Linked DNA regions of Anas platyrhynchos: region 2 is linked to region 1. A link is a contact called in public Hi-C data. All regions are on one chromosome and are shown on one strand. Each heading gives the region's core, a stretch centred on a gene start, on an enhancer-like site or on the middle of the called end of the contact. The rest is flanking DNA. Distances are from core to core; before and after follow the strand shown. Region 1 overlaps SEPTIN7 (septin 7). Region 2 overlaps LOC106015329 (a long non-coding RNA gene).

Evidence for each region. A called contact is a pair of places that touch in the nucleus more often than the background predicts.
Region 2: a Hi-C map of skeletal muscle shows a contact between it and region 1, with 2.8 times the contacts expected there. The contact joins two enhancer-like sites. A contact is called at or near these places in 6 of 8 Hi-C or Micro-C datasets (F1 follicle, F5 follicle, liver and 2 more).

Annotation. Positions count from the first base shown.
Region 1 is chr2:97,137,494-97,143,000 of IASCAAS_PekinDuck_T2T, forward strand. SEPTIN7 (septin 7) reads right to left here. Exons shown (of 13, transcript XM_038174626.2): 3 at 1,932-2,032; 4 at 1,198-1,332. Among named protein-coding and RNA genes, the nearest start is that of SEPTIN7, 57 kb to the right of the region's middle. Within about 2 kb of position 2,633, at least 3 of the 8 cell types and tissues checked have an H3K27ac peak or open chromatin away from gene starts, as enhancers often do.
Region 2 is chr2:97,216,199-97,221,705 of IASCAAS_PekinDuck_T2T, forward strand. LOC106015329 (a long non-coding RNA gene) reads right to left here. Exons shown (of 5, transcript XR_011806822.1): 2 at 299-437. Among named protein-coding and RNA genes, the nearest start is that of HERPUD2, 14 kb to the right of the region's middle. Within about 2 kb of position 3,448, at least 2 of the 8 cell types and tissues checked have an H3K27ac peak or open chromatin away from gene starts, as enhancers often do.

The DNA.
Region 1 (5,507 bases), core at 1,383-3,882:
AATAAACAAAACGTCACAGAAAACGTATTTATCTCCAGTTTAACAGCTTCTACTTGCTGCTGAAAGTCACAGCATGATTCCTTTAAATAGCTAACATTAATGTATGTCTAGTTTAAGAGCACTGGTGTGGCTATCCATTCACCCTTGTATGCTTTCCCTCTCATTTCAAAAAGCCACCTAAATCAACTTCTGGCTGATGGGCAGCTGCCAAAGGAGGAGGATAGTTCCCAACTACAGCACTTGCTTGATTAACACGCATGTTGATCAAAAGAAGTTTAGTGAAGACAAGTCTACATTAGAAAAATAGCATTTTCTTTCCAAAGTTTAGAACTCTGTGTAGTTCAAAAATGGTTACTGGAACCATTCAGATGCTAACTAGAGAAGCTGAATTTTGAACAGGCTTTTTTCACTACCAGAGGAATATTCCTCAGGATTTCTTCATTACTTCCTTCACAGCATTTTACTACTTTCCATCTATTCAACAGAATAGGCTACTTATCTTCTCCTCCTCCTGGTTTTGAAGGTACCACTTAAGGAGTCTCTGAGAAATTTAATCACTTGTAATACAATAAAATGCTAAGCAACAAATTTCAGATCTAGCTGGCCTGCATCTAATACACCCTGGAAATGCAGTTCCCTCTCTCCACCACTAGATAGAAGTCTGATCAAGTTAAAAATAGGAAGGGGTGAAGGATTGCATAATAACTGGAAAAATAAAATACAGAACATGGATATTGCAATTGTCACTAGTCAAAGGATTACACTCCAGGTGAATAAAACATTCTTAAAAGGATGCAAGTAGCTTTCAATCTTTGATTTTATCATTAACCTCAGAGGGAAAGAAAAATCCTGTTGCCTGAGATGTGAACCAGCTTCTACAGTTGAAATTTAAATGTGTTTGGGCAAAGACATACGTATCAGAAGCAATCCTGGCACTTTTGAATACTTATGTGTTTTTTAATTGTTCTATTTTTTTCTTGTTATGTTATTAATGCACCATCATATTTTCTCGTGTTCTAACTTATTACCTGGCACGCTTGCTGATGTTTGACAAGTCAAAGTAAGTTCGTCTTTGAAATTAAACATGGTCTGCAGTTAATTAAGAAGCCATATCTGGAACTTTCCATACATAAGAATGCCAAATTTGGGTGTTTTAGATATAGACAGAGAAAGGAAACAAAATACACTAATACTAACCCATGTCCTGAAGGAGCAATGAAGTATAAACAGCACTGCACTCTATTATCTGGCATCTGACGTCTGTTTACTCGAGATTCTGCGTTCAGGTAGTCCTCGAATTTACTGTCGATGTAGTCAATAACAGGCTGCCAGCTGCAGAGGTTACATGAATAAAAACCTGTAAGTTACATCACTTATGTAAAAAAGTCTGACTTTGCTAAGAATTAAGTGTACACTATTTCCCTATGACTTTTTTTTTTATTAAAAGAATTCAACACAGTATATTGTAAGCAACCAGCTCCTCAACACACTATCAAGTTACATAGCTGTACAGATACAATCTACTAGCTCACTGAAAAACCCTTTCAAACACCATTACCATCACTGTAATAGCATTAAAGAAAATCCTTAAAGAGAGTATAGGAATACACCAAAGGAATATACTTTCTGGTCAAATCTTGTGAGAGCATACAACTAGGTTTAGCATACTGTAAGTGTTGATACAGTTCTAAAGGTTCCATTCACTTTAAAGATAATTAGAGAAAAGCTGATTGTGTTTCAATCAAGTCATAATGGTAATAGAAACTACAGTAGTCTAAGTTTTCAGTTAATAGCAAACTGCAGACAAGTTTAAAGCCATGAACATTTTAACTGAAGATCAAAGTGTACATTTTGAAAAAAGTCAGAATGCATTGTCTCACACATACAAAAGAGATACAGAATTTTGTGGGAAAACACAAAGAATGTCTTACCAATTACTATTATCCACAGCATCTCCAAATCCTGGTGTGTCAACTATTGTAAGCAGTAACTGAACACCACCTTCTTTGATTAAAACTTTTGACTGCTCAACCTGTAAAATGAATGAGATTAAATGCTTGGCAATTTAGCCATTGATTTTAAACACTAGGAAAAGGATTCAATGAATAAGAAGTCTGACAAAGAATTGCTGACCTTTCTGCTTCAGAGCAAACTTGCTTTGCTTATAAAATCCAAATTATTTTGATATTTGTTGATTCATACATTTTAAATTTAAATCACAACTTTTTTTTTAAACTCAGTAATAGAACCCATCTAAGCATATAAAATGTCCCAATAGTTTAACTCCTGTTCAAAAGATGAAAAACTCTCAAGAAGAATACCGATGCCAGTACAAAATTGAGAGAGAGAAAGAGAGAGAGAGAGCACTAATCCCCCCTGCCCAAACAACCCAACTAGGCTAGAAATGTAGCTATACTCTAGTCCAGGTTATTAAAAAGATATAACATATTTGTTTGTCTGCTTTTAGTGCAATGCTTGGGAAAGGAATCCTAGAAAGTGAGGGTTTCCTGCTATAGAGGCAGAGAGATGGGAAGATAATGCAATCTCGCTGCAATCTGCTGTGCCAGAGGTGACGTGACTGTAATGGTTTCTGTTAGCTCAGTGCTCGGATGGAAGCCTGACTCAACAAGACAACTGCTGCAGCGCAAGACATGATGCAAGTTTTGGGTGTGGGAGCGCCTGCCCGAGTTGTGACCACCCATCTGCAGCACAGCTCCATCCTCTTGCAGGAAGCAGGTTGTGAAACAGAAAGCTCAAGACACATGGCAAATGAATAGCTAACACTTCATATCTCAAGAATTATCGCCAATGCCAGCATCAGGTGCATCTCCCTGATAAAGCAGCATTCGGTGAAAAGAGAGCTATAAGCACTGTTGTATCCGCCAGTCTGACCCACAGCAGTGAAAAAAAAGAAAATCACATTAGCAGTTTGGCTCTTTTGAACTGCTCACACATTTAATCATGCTTTTTCTGATATTAAGACAATTTCTATTAATTATTAGTGAAGCTGCTTTCTTGACACAAAATCAATAAATTAATTATGCCAGCCATTTATTCCTAACAGCAAGTGGCTGCAAATAAGTTTGCAGATGTTTACGCCACAGTGTTGCTTAACATACTTCTTAAGCCTCCTGATCATTACCTGGGGAGAGAAAATTAAGTTAAAAGTAACTAGGTGAACCCTTAGAGAAGATGCAGTAATGAACTTTCAGAGAGTAGAAACTTGGATAATAAATCCCATCTGGATGGCCTCTTTTCCAGCTCAAGATTTGAGAGATCTCCTCAATGCTACTTAAGTGCTTGCACATACCCATTTGCACAGCTGAAATGGATTGGCTCACAACCACACCTGAAACTTGTTGCAAACTCTTTGCAGTCACTGGTTATGTGATGCAACTCCAAACTACAAGATAAATTAGCACTCTGCAGAAAGTCAAACTAAATACCTCTTGCACAAGTAAAACACTGACTGTAATTAAGAGGATGTTCAGAAGCACAGAAAACAGCAATAAGTAACTCCAAAGAAGCTGGGGCTCTGTATTTAACCTCTGAATTTGCAGAACATTATTTTCCCCTACTTTTCAGCAAGGATCCTATCCAAGCCAGACCTATCCATTTTGCTCCTAGGTCTTGACAAACAAATACAGCAATACCATGGCTGTCTGAAGCCTGCGGTAATTATGAGCTGGTTCCTAACCAAACAAAAAGGCAAAAAAGAAAAAATCATTAATGCATCTTCACAAAACAAGAACGCCCAGCTCTGGGCTACCTGGGTAGTCAGTCACAGGAGAAGGTAAATTGGAGTGGACTTGGAGGTCACTTAATTCCATCTCCTGCTCGAGCGTGCCTAACCACAAAGTTGGAAAGGTTTAAGACACGATTAAAGAACAAACAACAAAACTGAAACACACAACACCCAGCAGCCTAAGACACCACCAAGTTACCCTTTCTATAACTGCACAATTTCTATCCTTCCAGAAGTGTCCAGTCCAAAGCAGCGAGAGCCTGGGAATGCATATGCAGCATTTGAAAAACTTAAGTTTTAATTGTTGTGAATAGATCTTTTTTTCCCTCGAGAGTGCTACAGAGAAATTTTATTGTACACAATTGATGCCAGAACTCAAGGCAGTAATCCCCAGGCACACAGTCAACTCAGCCAAGAGTTTACTACTCACAAGCTTTAGCACGCAGGAGATTAACTTCTGATTCCTTTAATTCTTTTTGCTCTCTTGCATGCAGTAACCACAGAGCCCTCACATAACGGAGCTCTCTGTAAGCATAAGAAACCTGTAACACTTTCAAAATATTGCAGATGATAAGGTTAAGAACTGTAGTATTGCCAAGTGCTACAAGGTATCGACTTTATTCTCTGGCACACAAATTCCCAGCAAAAATCATTAAATTATTACACTCTCATAGCAGAATGCTTATTCAGAAAAAGCAATTAATCAAGTACAAGTTTGAATGTGTGTTTACAACAATGAAAAAGGAAGGTCAGGAGCTCTGTAGAAATGCCACACCATACGTTTTTCCTGACCCTGTATGCTTGTAAGTGTGGCTAAATTCCTGAAGTCACCTTCTGACAAGTGGCCTGCAGTAACTGAGTACCTGCAGGCAGCACTAATACCTTCCTAGGTGGTGGGGATTTAAATTCTTACGTTTCATCAATTCATGCAGGTATCTTGCAGAGCTTTCAAATACCTACAGAACAAGAAACTCAGTGCATCTAGGTAAGTGTGCCGTGAAAGCATGGGAGACAGACAGACCATATCCACCACACACTGTAAGCAGCAGACATGGCTGGTGAGAGACAGCAGGTGAAGACCCTGCCATAGAGCCTCCGTGTCTTTCTTTCGTAACCTGGATGGACGTGCCCATACATGGTCAAAGGCACAGCAAGCAGCAATATCTGGCAAAGACCCAGAAAATCTCTGTAAACGAGTGTCATTCATAGTTAAGCATCCAACTGCATCCTATCATCTGGTTTTAGAAGTATTCCCAAGGGATTCATGGAAAACATTAGTTCAAGCCTTGGAATTTAAAACTTTTTAATGAAAATCTACTCCGAGCGGCCATTTTCCCATGCACTCTGGCTAGCTGGGTCACGCTGCTCTGTCCTCCAGCGCTGCACCGAGTCTTGTGATGCCACACACGTCACAGCTCGAGGAACTTCAGTGGGTTAAACAAGACTGCACCCATCTGACATCAAGTCATTTACTATTAGCTGTTTTCCGTGAAAGGAATACAAAGAATCTGCCTCACAAAACAACATGCTGCTGCTTTCAAACATTGCCCAAAATACAGTTTGCAATTATCTGAGTGAGTCTCTTACATGATGCCTAATCAATAAATGGTTCCCACCATGTAAGAACAGGAAATTATTACGACCAAGATTTTAGGATGCTTTGGTACCCTAAATTTTCTTTTGTCTGTTTCACCTCTACGCTACAAAACCCTTAGCGTTTTTCAATTCAGAAAGGTTTGCAGTGGCAAAGAGCACAGATCCC
Region 2 (5,507 bases), core at 2,198-4,697, 80 kb after region 1:
ATGCGCCTGATGATTTGTACTGAACAGCACACTCACCAGGCTATAGCCAAGCCTGGGAAGAGCGAATGTCAGAAGGAGAGAAAAAGCTAACTCAAAATAAGTTTGAAGAAAGGATGAGTAGCGCTGACAGATGGTACAGCCCGTTTAGGAAATCACGACTTTCCCCTCCTTCCATCAGTTGCTAAGGAGAGATTATGGATGAGAGACTACCATGGGTATCAGCATTCAGGGCGTGCTTCATGCTGACCACTGCTCGGACACCCTTAAAGCCATCTGACACAACTCCCATCTTACCAACCTCCTTCCTGGGACCGTGGCATCCATCCCCGCAGCTCTTTATTTCCAGGTGGAAGATAGGGATGCTCTACGTTTTAAACTGGCCAGAAAGCTGCTCAGAAGTGTTACCCGGTCCCCCGTGCAGCCGTGCATCTCTGGAGCTGCAAAGGCAAATGGGACCGCATCGGAATATTTCCCCACAGCTTAGTGACTCCACATGCTGTAGCTGCTCTCAGCCAGAACAATGATCTTTCTCTGTGCAGCCTTCCACGGGACAGGCTGCAGCCCCATTAAGGACTGCATTTCCCTCCCTGCCACTCCAAGGGTACTTGCTGAGAGGAGATGAAGTAATGGTCACGACTGAAATGAAACTCAGATGAGTGGAGGAGAATGCGTGTGAAGAACATGCATTTGTGACAGAAATTCATCTGGCAAAGAAATAAAAAGAAAAAATAGCAGAAGATCACTGCTTGATTTAAAAAAAAAAAAAAAAAGATGCAAAATGCATATTGTTTACTCGAGCCTTCCTTCAACAGAAGCAGTGACATACTGCCTGCTAAACTATCACCCTCATCCCCCACTTTAACTATATTATATCCGCTAATTCCTCTAAGGAGAAGAGCTGTGGTAGGTGCATGACAGCCATCCAGTCCTCAGAACTGTTGGAAGCCATATTTTCAGCAGGCTCCTCTCAAATCACATACAGCATACTGCAAAGGGGTTACAGGGTGGCCCCAGCCTCTCTCCTCTCCTGTCTGGGATATAACTGGCCCTTGTTTTAGTGAAGCAATGCAGAAAACTCTGTCTTTTATTTGTTGGCCATGCACAACAATGACAGTTATGACAGGAAGGCGTATGAATTAGTGATGAGCTTACTAATGAAATCTCTACGTAAGAACTGAGACCTGCCAGGTGCATAGGATGCAGCCCCTCACCATTGCAGAGAAGGTGGATGCAGTTACATGCTGCAAACCAGTATTTCATGAAAGGCCTTCAAGGAAGCTCAAAATGACCAGGCTTCAAATTTTTTTTGCAGCAAAAAGCATAAAAGAGAACCCGAGTCACCTTTAATGTTACTGGGAGAACCCCTTTGGCTGGGGTGGAGGTATGGTTTAGGTGACTGGCAGCAAAACGTGCTGCAGATTAAATGCAGGAGGCTATAACACCCGAGATGGAAGGCACAGAAAAAACAGAAGGCTGGGAGAGCTGACAAGGAAGACAGGACCAGTGGTGGTAGCTAGGGAATATACATAGATGTTATGTCTGGAGAGGAAGATAATGCAAAGCAAAGCCTGTAAAAGTGACTGATACAGTTTTAAGGCCACTAGGGAGAGGGAGCAGAGCTGAATGAATGCAGCTGTCATGGTAGGCATGCTTTTGGGTTAGAGCACAGCAATGAGGCTGCGGACAAACATCACTCAGGCTTGTTTCCCAGGACTTCCTCAAGACACACTGCCTCCTCTACTCCCCATAACACAGACTTTCCTTCCTAACACTCCTTTCCTTTTTTTTTTTTTTTTTGGCTTGACTCTGACTTGACAGTAGTGATCTGACTTTCAGGCTGGCACTATATGGCCTTGGTCTTTCCCTTGGGTTTTGCTGCATGGTCTGTAACTTTCGCAGCCAGGCTGCAAGCTCCATAGCGTGCTCGCTGCTCCACCTGAATTTTTATACCTAGCTCTCTGTACTGTGCTGTGCAGACCAACCATTATAGCATGAAGTATAAAGCCCAGAGCATTATAGCACCTACACAGTATCGAAAGCACACCAAGGGTGTTGCACATATAATAACCTACTCAGCTGTAAAAAAGAGTCGCATACATCTATTACAAAAGGGTGTGATGTATAACTTGTATGTAAAGAACAACTCTTGCAACAGGGTTGAAATGCCAGCATAGCAGTCTTCTGGGAAAACGTAGTGATAAAAGAAAGTTTATTTTAATGTTCGGAGGATCTCCTGTGCAACAAGAACACTGTGTTGTGAGCATGCAGAGGAGAGCGGTGCCACCAAAAGAATACAATGACCCAGATGCACTCGAGCTCTGGTCAAATTCAGATGCAGTCAAGAATTTTAAACATCAAACTACACTTTTTTTCTTTTTCTTTTTTTTTTTTTTTCCCTAAAACATTTGTTAGCACACAGAAAGCCTCTTCACTTGGTGAGAAGCTGTGACGTATTTCTAAAGCAAGAAATATCACAGGCAGAGCTGTCACCAGTGAAAAATAATTTGGACCCGAGTGAAAGAAATGGTAAAAAAGATGTAATAGGAAGCCATTATAGGGCACTGGGGGAGGATGAGAAAGCAGGACAGGAAATGTTTATGCAGATAAAGGAAGCCTGCAAAACAACTACAACAGGGATCATAGGAATTTCAATCTGCCTGTCACTGAGTGGAATCGTAATTAGGAAATATCAAATAAGTGTGAAAAGCTGAAGACTTAACATAGCCCTGAATCACCTTTAGGCTGAATGTACAGCTATAGCTAGAAAAGTAACTGCCCCATAAAGCTCACAGCCTGGAGGTCCTTTCTTTTCCCTCTGACTCCAAAGCAGTGCGGGTCCGACAGCATCAGTTCACTGACCTTCTGGGTTACGCTACCGCCTCTGTTTTCTCAGGCTTTCTGCAGATGGCTGGGGGCCGGTATATTCACAGAGGATGTGGTTCATTTAACTTGTGGGGATTGACTCTTGTCATGTTTGTGGGGTGAATGAACTATAAGTTGTTGGGCAGATGACTCGGTGAGGAATGAGACAGTTGAATCTTCATCCTTCTGGATGGAGAAGTGGGTATGGCTTTTCTACCTCCTGAGTTATCATTAAAGTTGGAATATATGATAGGTTATAACCATCATTCTGGAAACTACAGCATACACTAAAAAAAGTTTAGTTCTATTTGCAGTTAAGAAAAAAATTAGTTGCACCATGTTGGCTTTTCTGAAGTGGAAACTCTCCACTGCAAAAGTGCATTAAAGGACACGAGGCTTTGGCAAAATTTTTATGTGATTCAGTCATAAGCACGTATAGCTAAGTGAAAATTACTAGATGTTACTCATGTGATGTTAAAGCACTAGGTCTTGGCACTATTGGTTTTCTGCCCATCCCTAGCTTTTGCTTCCCTTCTGCTCAGGCTGTGTGTATCCTCTGCAGGGCTGCAGGCCTGCCTGTTTCCACCTGGTCCAACCCTTTGCCACTCACAAGTCCTTAATGCTTGCCTCATCCAAAAAAAAAATGTGTTCTACCACTGGGCTGGCATAAATCAGGCAGAAGTCTCCTCTGATGCTGGACTTGAACAGACTCAAGGAACACCATCCCATACTTAGGTCTCCTGCCAGGAAATAAGAAGAGTTGCAAGAGTAACCACCAAATATTTATGGGCAGTAGTTCAAAGCATGCTCTTCTGAGAAGCTGAAGCTGTAAAATTCACTGTGCTAGACTTCATTTTTACAAAGACGCATCTGAACAAGCATCTGGTATGTTCCGATTCACAGCACGCGTCTGCTAGTGCATCATTCTGCACAGCAGTAATGGCTTTAAGATTCGTCCTGACTATGGTCAATATTCCTACTATCATGCAGAATTTTCCTTGGCATCTGCTAAAATGGGTAACACATTTTTATAGTCTTTTATCTTTCCTGGTCTCCGTTTGTCCTGGGGAAAGATTATCTCGTCTGATATTTCTCAAGACATAATTGTTGTGTCTGAAATCATGCTTGTTTGTGTAATAGGGATTGCACTCGAGAGCCTTGCAGGGTATTACAATGAGCACTGATTTTACAAACAGGCTGGAATTCAATAAGGTTTTGATGAAACAGTGGGAGAAGAGTGCAGATAGTAAATCCGCTTCCCTCTGGTTGCGTGTATACACTGGGTTCCAAAAGCTCTGCAGAAAGGTTTTCAGGAACAAACTTTCTCCTAGGAAACTCTCATTAGCAGTCAGCAGAAATGCCTGCTTTATTTTAATGAGGCCTTTCAGCAGTATCACACAAGTTTTCATAACCTCAAAGCTCATCTTTAAATAGCTGTGACAATCAAGTCAATTATGCTCCCATGGACCAGTTTTTAGTTATCTTTGGTTGGCTTCCACTAAAAACATGTTTGTGTCCCTTTGCTGTCAGCTGAAACTTTTTTTTTTTTTTTTGAATTCAGTATTATTTATCTCACTAATTACCCTTTAACTTGTTTTTGCTTATTTTTACAAATTTCCTTTTTTCCTCCTACTAGATTATTTATTTTTTTTTTAGGCTTACTACTTTTTGTTCTACTGACCTTTTGATCCCTGAGCCTATGAGGCTCTGGCATATTTTTCCTATTTAAAATACAAAAGGAGGCATTTCAGTTTCCTTTTCCCAAATATTTTCTGCCAGCAATTCTCTTTTGTATGATTGCTTAATTTGATTTCCCCAACTCATAGAAATTTATGTTAAAATGGGAGTAGAAGAGATTCTTTTGGCAGCCTGCCTGCTGAACTCTAGAAATGCCACTTCACATAGTCCGTGCTTTGGATGGTTGAATGACTTCCAGGGGATATTGCTGGGAAGACAAACCTGATGACTGAAGCCTTTTAATCTGAGGAGAGGGGAAGCCATCACAAATTGCTTCATCCTAACCATCACGTCTGCTTTATTCAGAGTGCTTCGTCTTGGCAAAGCAATTCTTTCCCTTTGCCACTTAATTTGCTGGTAACTGTGATAACTCAGCTAGAAGGTACTAACGGTGCCGGTGGATTTTGGGATTCTGACACGCAGACTACTAAACATAGTAAGCTATGCCATACAGACAACTAGACAGTTATTAGATAGTAATAACTTTAAACCTGTGCTTACCGGGAACTCCTTTAAGACGGGAATCTGGCAGCAAAAGGATGACCCTGCTGTCACTTCGCGATCATGTCCCAGACAAGATGATCCTAATTACGCATCTGAGAAGTCCTGAAAGCATTTTAGTCTTTCCAAGGGGAAAACAAGCTGCAGGTTTACACTCAATCTTTGTATGGAAAATGTTAAAATTCACAGCAGATTTCCAGGCGTCTGCTTCCCAACTGTTTTTAAAATCTAGGTCATTATATATAGGTGGCATCAGATAAGTCTCCATGGAAGTTCCAGAATGTTTTAAACAGCAAAATGGGTCAGCATTCATTAAGGCCTGTAACTGTCTAACACACGTTTTTCATGTGTGTCCAGTCCAAGGAAGGTTAAATAACTCTCTTGACCTCTTATTTAATGTGAATTTT